2 separate regions of the Oryctolagus cuniculus genome follow, and region 1 is linked to region 2. Evidence: chromatin contacts called from public Hi-C data. All regions are on one chromosome and are shown on one strand. The core of a region is the stretch at or near the end of the contact, and the rest is flanking DNA. Distances in the headings are between cores, read along the strand shown.

Region 1 (3,290 bases), core at 180-2,679, 85 kb before region 2:
CTCCTGGCCAGTACCCCTGCAGTCTCCTCTCCAGCCCTCGCACTGCCGCACACGTCCCAGCAGAAGCACCCTGGTATCTGGGGAGGGGCGTGCGGGGCCTGGCGTGGCTTGTGCCTGCGTGTATGCACACACGTGTGTGGGGCTGTCAGCTCCATCTGCTGCTGAGTCACTTGTTTATTCCAACTCCACGCTGGGGCGAAACTGCTGCCGTGTTGGCCGCCAGAGCCTGCCTGCCTTTTCCAGCCTTTCTGGCCTCCCGTCAGGGAGCTGGGAAGGGAGGAGCCCCTGTCCCACTCTAGGCTGAGATCGGGCGGGCACGTGTGAGGCCAGCCGGGGCCGGGGTGGATGCTGCCCACACCTCTGAGTGCCCACAAGACCGGCTGAGGGCAGGAGGCAGCCCGGGCAGGTGGGCAGGTGGGGAAGCCCCCACGGAGAAGCCCACTCCGGCCTTGGTTTGGGCCTCAGCTTCCCCTGGGAAACCCACTTTACTGTCTAGCTGGCATCTCTGTGGGCCTGAGCAGAGTCCCAGGGCTCTCGTGGGATCTGAGGGCTACTCTGGGCAGCAGGGCTGGGACCCTGGAGGCCTGGGGCTGCCCTCTCCCCCTTGCACATATGCACAGCCACAGAGAAAGGGTTGTGTGAATGAATGCAATGTCACATAAGGCACCCCACACACGGCCACACACGCGTGCATGCCTCCCCTCACCCCCGCCCCATTCACCTCGGCATCCCGCTTGGCACGGAACACAGCTCCAGGCAAACAACCAGATCACACCCACTATGCACACAGGCAGGCGACAGCACAGGGCACACACGTCCTCCATGCTGGGGGCTGCGGAGCAGCGGGCAGGGCCGCAATTCAAAGCCAGAGCAAACGTGTCACAGCCTCACTTACCAGGTCTAAATGGTCCTCAGTCTGAGAGCAGAAACAAAACCAAGGGCAGGCTTCAGCCTCTGGCCTCCGCCCTCCCCCACACCTCCGTCCCTCCCGCCATTCCATCCACCTCCTGGCCCAGGGAAGGATGGTGCTCCCCAGCCTGGACGGACGGCGTCTTCCTGACTGCGTCCCCATCTCCACCGCTCAGGAAATCCTCACCTCCCAATCCCAGGCCTCCTGCTGCCCTGATAAATCCTTTCCGTCTTCCTCCCTGTTACAGAACCTTCCCCACATCTCCTGTCCCTTAGCTGGTACTTCTGTGTTCCAACATCAGAAGGCTCTCTGGGAAGGGCGAGCCCTCCCCCGGGAAGTCCTAACAGCTGGCTAACCTTTGCCTCTCCTGCTGCAGGTCTGCCCTTGCCCCCTCCCCACTCACCAAGTGATGCATTAACCCCTTTCCTCCCTGGGAGGTGATGACCCGCAGGTCGGGCTTGCGGCTGGGGGCTCCAAGCTGGGCGCCGTGGGGGGGCGGGGGTGGAGACTTGGCAGGGATGACCTTGTTGAGGCTGTTGCCGTTGGCCACAGGGAGGAGGCCGGGGGAAGCCCGGGCACTGACGTAGCCGTTCCCTGGAGAAGTGAGGAGAGGAGGGGAGGAGGAAGACCACAGCCTCCCCGTTAGTGCCTGCCCTTGTCCACGCCCGCCCCTAGCGCCCGGGACCTCTGACAGCTGCGCCTGGGCTGGGAGTGGGCATTGAGCTGGTGTCCTTAAAGCCATCCAGTCTTGCAGGAACGGAAGGAAGAAGAGCCCTCACTCCCGAATCACTAGTTCACTGCCCTGCCCCCGAGATACCCGTGACAGGCCTGGGTGCTCCGAGGCCGCAAAGGGAACGCGGCTGTGACCTCCGGCCCAGTGCTGGCCGGGAGGTTCTACTACGGCTGGGCCTCTCCTTGCGTTATGCTCTTCTTTGGCACCTGTTCAGTCCAGCGCTCTCAGCGCCCAGAATCTGCCTTGGACAGGACTGGACGGCCGCGCGGGGAAGGGGCGATAGCCGGAATCAGCCACCCTGAGGAGCCCGGCCACCCACCGCTCGGCGTGCTCCCTACGCCGTCGGCTGGGGAGGCTGCTATCTGCAGCACACGGGCGAGCTGCCTGCGGCCAGGGGAAACAAGCTGCTTGGCCATGGCGACAGGCCTCCTGGCACTTAAGCACCGCTAACACGGCCACCAGCAGCAGCCGACCGGCAGCGATGAGCGATGAGCGCCGCGCTCCGCCATCTCCACAGGCCTTTCACACACATGCACTATCTCATCTGATCCTCACGATAACCTGCAGAACGGCCAGGACAGGTGCCATCAGCCCTGGCTCAGCCTGCCTGGGAGAGGTGTAACAATCCGTGCAGGGCCACACAGCTGGGGCCCTCGCCTGCCTTCCACACGCTGGACGTGAGGGCCTACACGCATCCCTGTTTGGGCCAGGCCTGCAAGTTTCGCTTTGGGGCTCTCATTGGAGTGGGAGGGGATTCACCCATTCTCCCAGGTTCCCGACCCCAGCGCACGAGCAGTGCCCGACGACTGAGGCTGGGCGGGGGACTCTGAGGGCTGAGGGTGCGGGGGCAGCCAGAGTCAGAAATGCCACCTTGCCCTGTTCCCCAAGAGCACGCAGTCACCCTGGAAGTGTGTGGCTGCCTCCATCCCATTCCCGGATCACTCTGAGAATGGCAAGAATGTCAGGTGACGTCAGCGGTGACATTCGCAGTCAGCCACCAAAACAGACAGGAGCACAGGACAGCCGGGACTGCGGGCTGCAGGGTGGGGGACAGGGCAGCTGCCCTTCTTCTGTGGCTTGCACGTGTGTGCTTACAGTTATTTCCGTCAGCATCAGAGCGAGAACGCACAGATGTGGGTGTGTACGGCCCGTGCTTACAGTGGTCCACGTAGCACCAGGCACTATCACCCCCCCAAGACCAGCACCCCACTCGCTGGAAGCCCTTAGATCCTCTCCTCCAACTGGGAATGCTGCTTCATTCTGTGTCCCAGAATTCCCGAGCCTACATCTCTACTGCTCATCCACACCCATCACTGCCACAGGCCACAGAGTCCAGGGGCCTGCACTTCGGACCCTGGCTTCTTCCTCTGCACTGCTCTAAGTCCTTCCGGGTCCCAGGGGCGGAGGGGCAACCCTGCCCACCGCCAGGCAGAAGGGCGGCGGCACTCACCGACGGGACTGGGACAGGCTCCGTTCGCGCTGGTGAGGTCTCCCCCCAGCATGGCCCCTGGAGGGAAAGCAGAAACGTGATGAGCTGGCAGCACTCCCCGTCCCACACTGAGTCTTGGGGACCCCGGGAGGAGGGGCCGCACAATCGGGGGACTGCTGCATGGGGGAAGGGAAACACTCACTGTTGAAAAGGAACTC
Region 2 (3,410 bases), core at 460-2,959:
GCTCCTAGCTCCCGGCTTCAGCCTGGCCTGGCCCCAGCTATTGCAGGCATTTGAGGAGTGAGCCAGCAGATAGGAGTTTGCTCGCTCGCTCTCTGCATCTCAAGTAAAGAACTAAATAAGAGATAAAAATGTATGGAAACAACTCCAACCCTAAGAGGGTAAGCGTGACTGCAGTCCTGGCCTCAATCTACAGAGGAGGCAGAGGCTTCTACCTATGAGCCGGGGCTCCAAGAACGAACAGGCAGAAAGAAGGAGAAGCCAGTGCAACAGAAGGCACTGCCGCCCACCAGGGATTAAGTGGAAGGACAAAGAGAATTTTAAAAGCTCACATGGGCACCTTCACTATCATTTTAGGCATAGCTCACCCAAGGAGGAAAATTATCTTGAAACTAAATAAATTAGAGGCAATACTGCAATGAAACAGGGCAAGAGAAAGCTATGCAGACACTCCCCCACCCCCCACCCCCCAAGAAAAGAAAAGTCGGACGGCTTGCAAAGGGCCAGGTTGCTCAATCTGTGTTTGACTCAGCACTTAGTGCCATTCTGCGTCTTTATCCTATTTCCCTCTATTGCATGTCCTGCAGGGTAATTTGAGGGAGACAAGGCTTATTTGAACTGGCGGTTAAGCAAGTTAAAACACACATCTCCAGCTACAGATGGGAAAGCACAGGAAATCCATCAGTTCCTCTGAGGGGGAGGCTAAGCAACAATTGTTGGTTGTTAGGCATGGAAAATAAACCGGTAAGTGAGTGACATCACTTCAGAGTTATGAATCGAGGGCTGTGAGAGATGGGCGGGGCTTTGCACACACACACACACAGTCTCAAAGGGGAACAACAACAACAAAAAACGATCTTCCAACCGTCGTCATGCCTGAGAGTAGCTTTCTTTCCACCAAGGGTTGGACACGGACGTCACTCCGGTCAGACTAGCAAACGGAAACCTTTATGCCTTCCACCCTCCCAGCTCCGGTCTCTCTCAGGTAGGGTTATTGGAAAGGACTGCTTGCATTAGAACTCCAACCCCCTGGGGAAGCCTCACAGCAGTGCTTGCCATAAATGCAGTTCACGGTGGAACGCGGCTAGGACTCAAGGAACCTGTAGTTTGAGAGCCGCAGGGAATTTCGGCGCCTGAAGTCTGACAGGCTTTGTCTCAAAGCGCAGTGCAAAGCGCCAGGGTGCGCCCGGGTCGCTGCAGGTCCCGTGGCTGCGCTGGGCACGCATGGAAGCCATCAGTAACTGCAGCATTGTAAGGATTCGGCCAGACAACCTACGTTCTCCTCACCCCGCAGCTCCGGAATTTGGGAATCAGGGAGAACGCTCTTGGTAAGCTCCGACGCGCGGCCTGGGGGTCAGCAGGCGTTTCACCGCTGGCAGCCCCGCCTGGGCCCGCGGGGGCCGGGACCCAGCGCTCCCTCCCCACCCAGCACAGTCCCACAGCCCCTTGCCGCCGCCCCAGCCTCCCCCAAGGCAGCCAAGCTACCCTCCCCCACCAGCAGCGGCACCACCGCGGACCCTCCTCCGACCCTTCCTGCACTCACAGGCCGCGGGGCCCGGGCCCGCTCCTCTCCCTTCCATGTTCCTCCTTCTTCCAGGTTTGAATCTCCCGCCGCTGGGCCACCGCCCCTCTCCGTCGCCTTGGTCGGACAAGACACTTCCGGTCCGCTGCGCAGAGAGTCCTGGGATTTGTAGTCCCGGGCCGCAGAGACCGCCGCCCAGGTGTGCAGAAAAGCTAAACCCCTTTACTTCAGCGAGTCCTTGCCCTTCCCTCCGTCATTTCCCCCCAATACTCCCGTTAACCCCTGCTCGGTTCTGGGTCCCGCTAACTCCCGGGCCTACGTGGTGCAATGCATTAAACTACGTGGCACACATGCAGAGGTACACAAGTGCAGTGAATGTTCTGAAGAAGTTTGCTGTTCCCACGCGCAGTGAAATCAAGTAGAGGGCAGAGAGGCGCAGGGGGAGGGGAGTGGTGGCCATGACGTCACGGAGAGCCGCGAAGCGCAGGGATGACTTCCTAGTGGAGCTGACAGCCGTTCAGGGTTGCAAAGTGAAGGAGGCTTTGTCAGGTTGGAGGTCAGAGGCGTTCTTATCACTGGAAACAGCAAGCACCAGGGCAAGGAGGTGAGTTTGGAGGATTAATCTCCACTCAGTTTTGGGGGTGAGCGGAAGTCAGGCAGGGCAGGAAAGAGGCCCAAAGGTGCAGGCTGGGACCTGCGGCGCCTTGGGTGCCACGCGAAGGCGCTGGGCTTGGTGTGATAAGCAAGCAACACTTCAGGCGCTGGTGAGTCAGACTGATGTTCCGGGAGCACCCCTCCTCCCACAGGGGCTTGGAGAGGTGGGACTAGGAGCAGAGACCAGTGGCGGCAGAGGTGAGAGAGAAGGGCCTGAACAGCCCTGCGGATTCCCTCATGGGCTTCTCCCATGTGCTATTGCTCCCTTTACCTTTCCTCCCAACTCCAGGCAAACAGCGGGCAGCCTAGGCTGAGCCTCAGGGCAGAAAAAGGGAAAAGACCCCGTGGCCGGCGCTGTGGTGCAGTGGGTAAAGCCACCACCTGCAGTGCTGGCATCCCACATGGACACCGGTTTGAGTCCCAACTGCTCCACGTCCAATCCAGCTCTCTGCTGTGGCCTGGGAAAGCAGCAGAAGATGGCCCAAGTCCTTGGGCCCCTGCATCCAGGTGGGAGACCCAGAAGAATCTTCTGGCTCCTGGCTTCGGATCGGCCCAGCTCTGGCCATTGTGGCCATTTGGGAAGTGAACCAGCAGATGGATGACCTCTCTGCCTCTGCTTCTTTATAACTCTGCCTTTCAAATAAATAAATGAAACTTTTAAAAAATAGAAATAAAAAGGGAAAGATCCAAACCCAGAACCCTCAGACAAGTTAAGGCTGAGGCAAACTTGCCTAGGAAGAGGTTTGAAGAGAGTGGATATTTCTTTGAAGAAAAGGAGTGGTTCCCCTTGCCTCTCATCAGCTGAGAGAAGTAGAGAGAATCTGGATGCTTGGGGCTCCTGGCCATGGGGGTCCTATTCCTGCTTCCTGGGAGGGCCCCCAGAACAAGATGCCGAGAAGGAACCGTTGATAATGAGTCGGGCAGATATGCCCTTAGACAGCTGGGCTGAAACCCCCTTCCCAGCTGGAAAGGAAGATCTTGAATGAGGTTCCTCACTTCTGCTTGGGACAAGGGTCCCTGGGCCAGAAAGACCCAGGCAGGGGCCAGCATTGAGCTGCCTCCTTCATCCCATATGGGCGCCAGTTCTAGTCACAGCTGTTCCACTTCCAATCCAGCTCCCTGCTAATGCGCCTAGGAAAGCAGTAGAAGATGGCCCAAGTCTTTGGGCCCCTGCCACTCACATGGGAGACCTGGATGACATTCCTCAATCCTGGCTTTGGCCTGGCCCAGCCCCAAC

What was found. A called contact is a pair of places that touch in the nucleus more often than the background predicts.
Region 1: a Hi-C map of an unstated tissue shows a contact between it and region 2, with 2.3 times the contacts expected there. The contact joins the enhancer-like site here to the promoter of IQGAP3 in region 2. A contact is called at or near these places in 2 of 6 Hi-C or Micro-C datasets (skin fibroblasts and an unstated tissue).

Annotation. Positions count from the first base shown.
Region 1 is chr7:42,275,285-42,278,574 of mOryCun1.1, reverse strand. It overlaps MEF2D (myocyte enhancer factor 2D), which reads right to left. Exons shown (of 13, transcript XM_070077525.1): 7 at 3,094-3,150; 8 at 1,314-1,504; 9 at 896-916. Among named protein-coding and RNA genes, the nearest start is that of MEF2D, 21 kb to the right of the region's middle. Within about 2 kb of position 1,429, at least 2 of the 8 cell types and tissues checked have an H3K27ac peak or open chromatin away from gene starts, as enhancers often do.
Region 2 is chr7:42,190,287-42,193,696 of mOryCun1.1, reverse strand. It overlaps IQGAP3 (IQ motif containing GTPase activating protein 3), which reads right to left and starts at 1,709. Exons shown (of 38, transcript XM_051858542.2): 1 at 1,541-1,709. The coding sequence starts at 1,577. It overlaps LOC103350040 (a long non-coding RNA gene), which reads left to right and starts at 649. Exons shown (of 3, transcript XR_007924216.2): 1 at 649-1,325; 2 at 1,595-1,718; 3 at 2,463-3,410.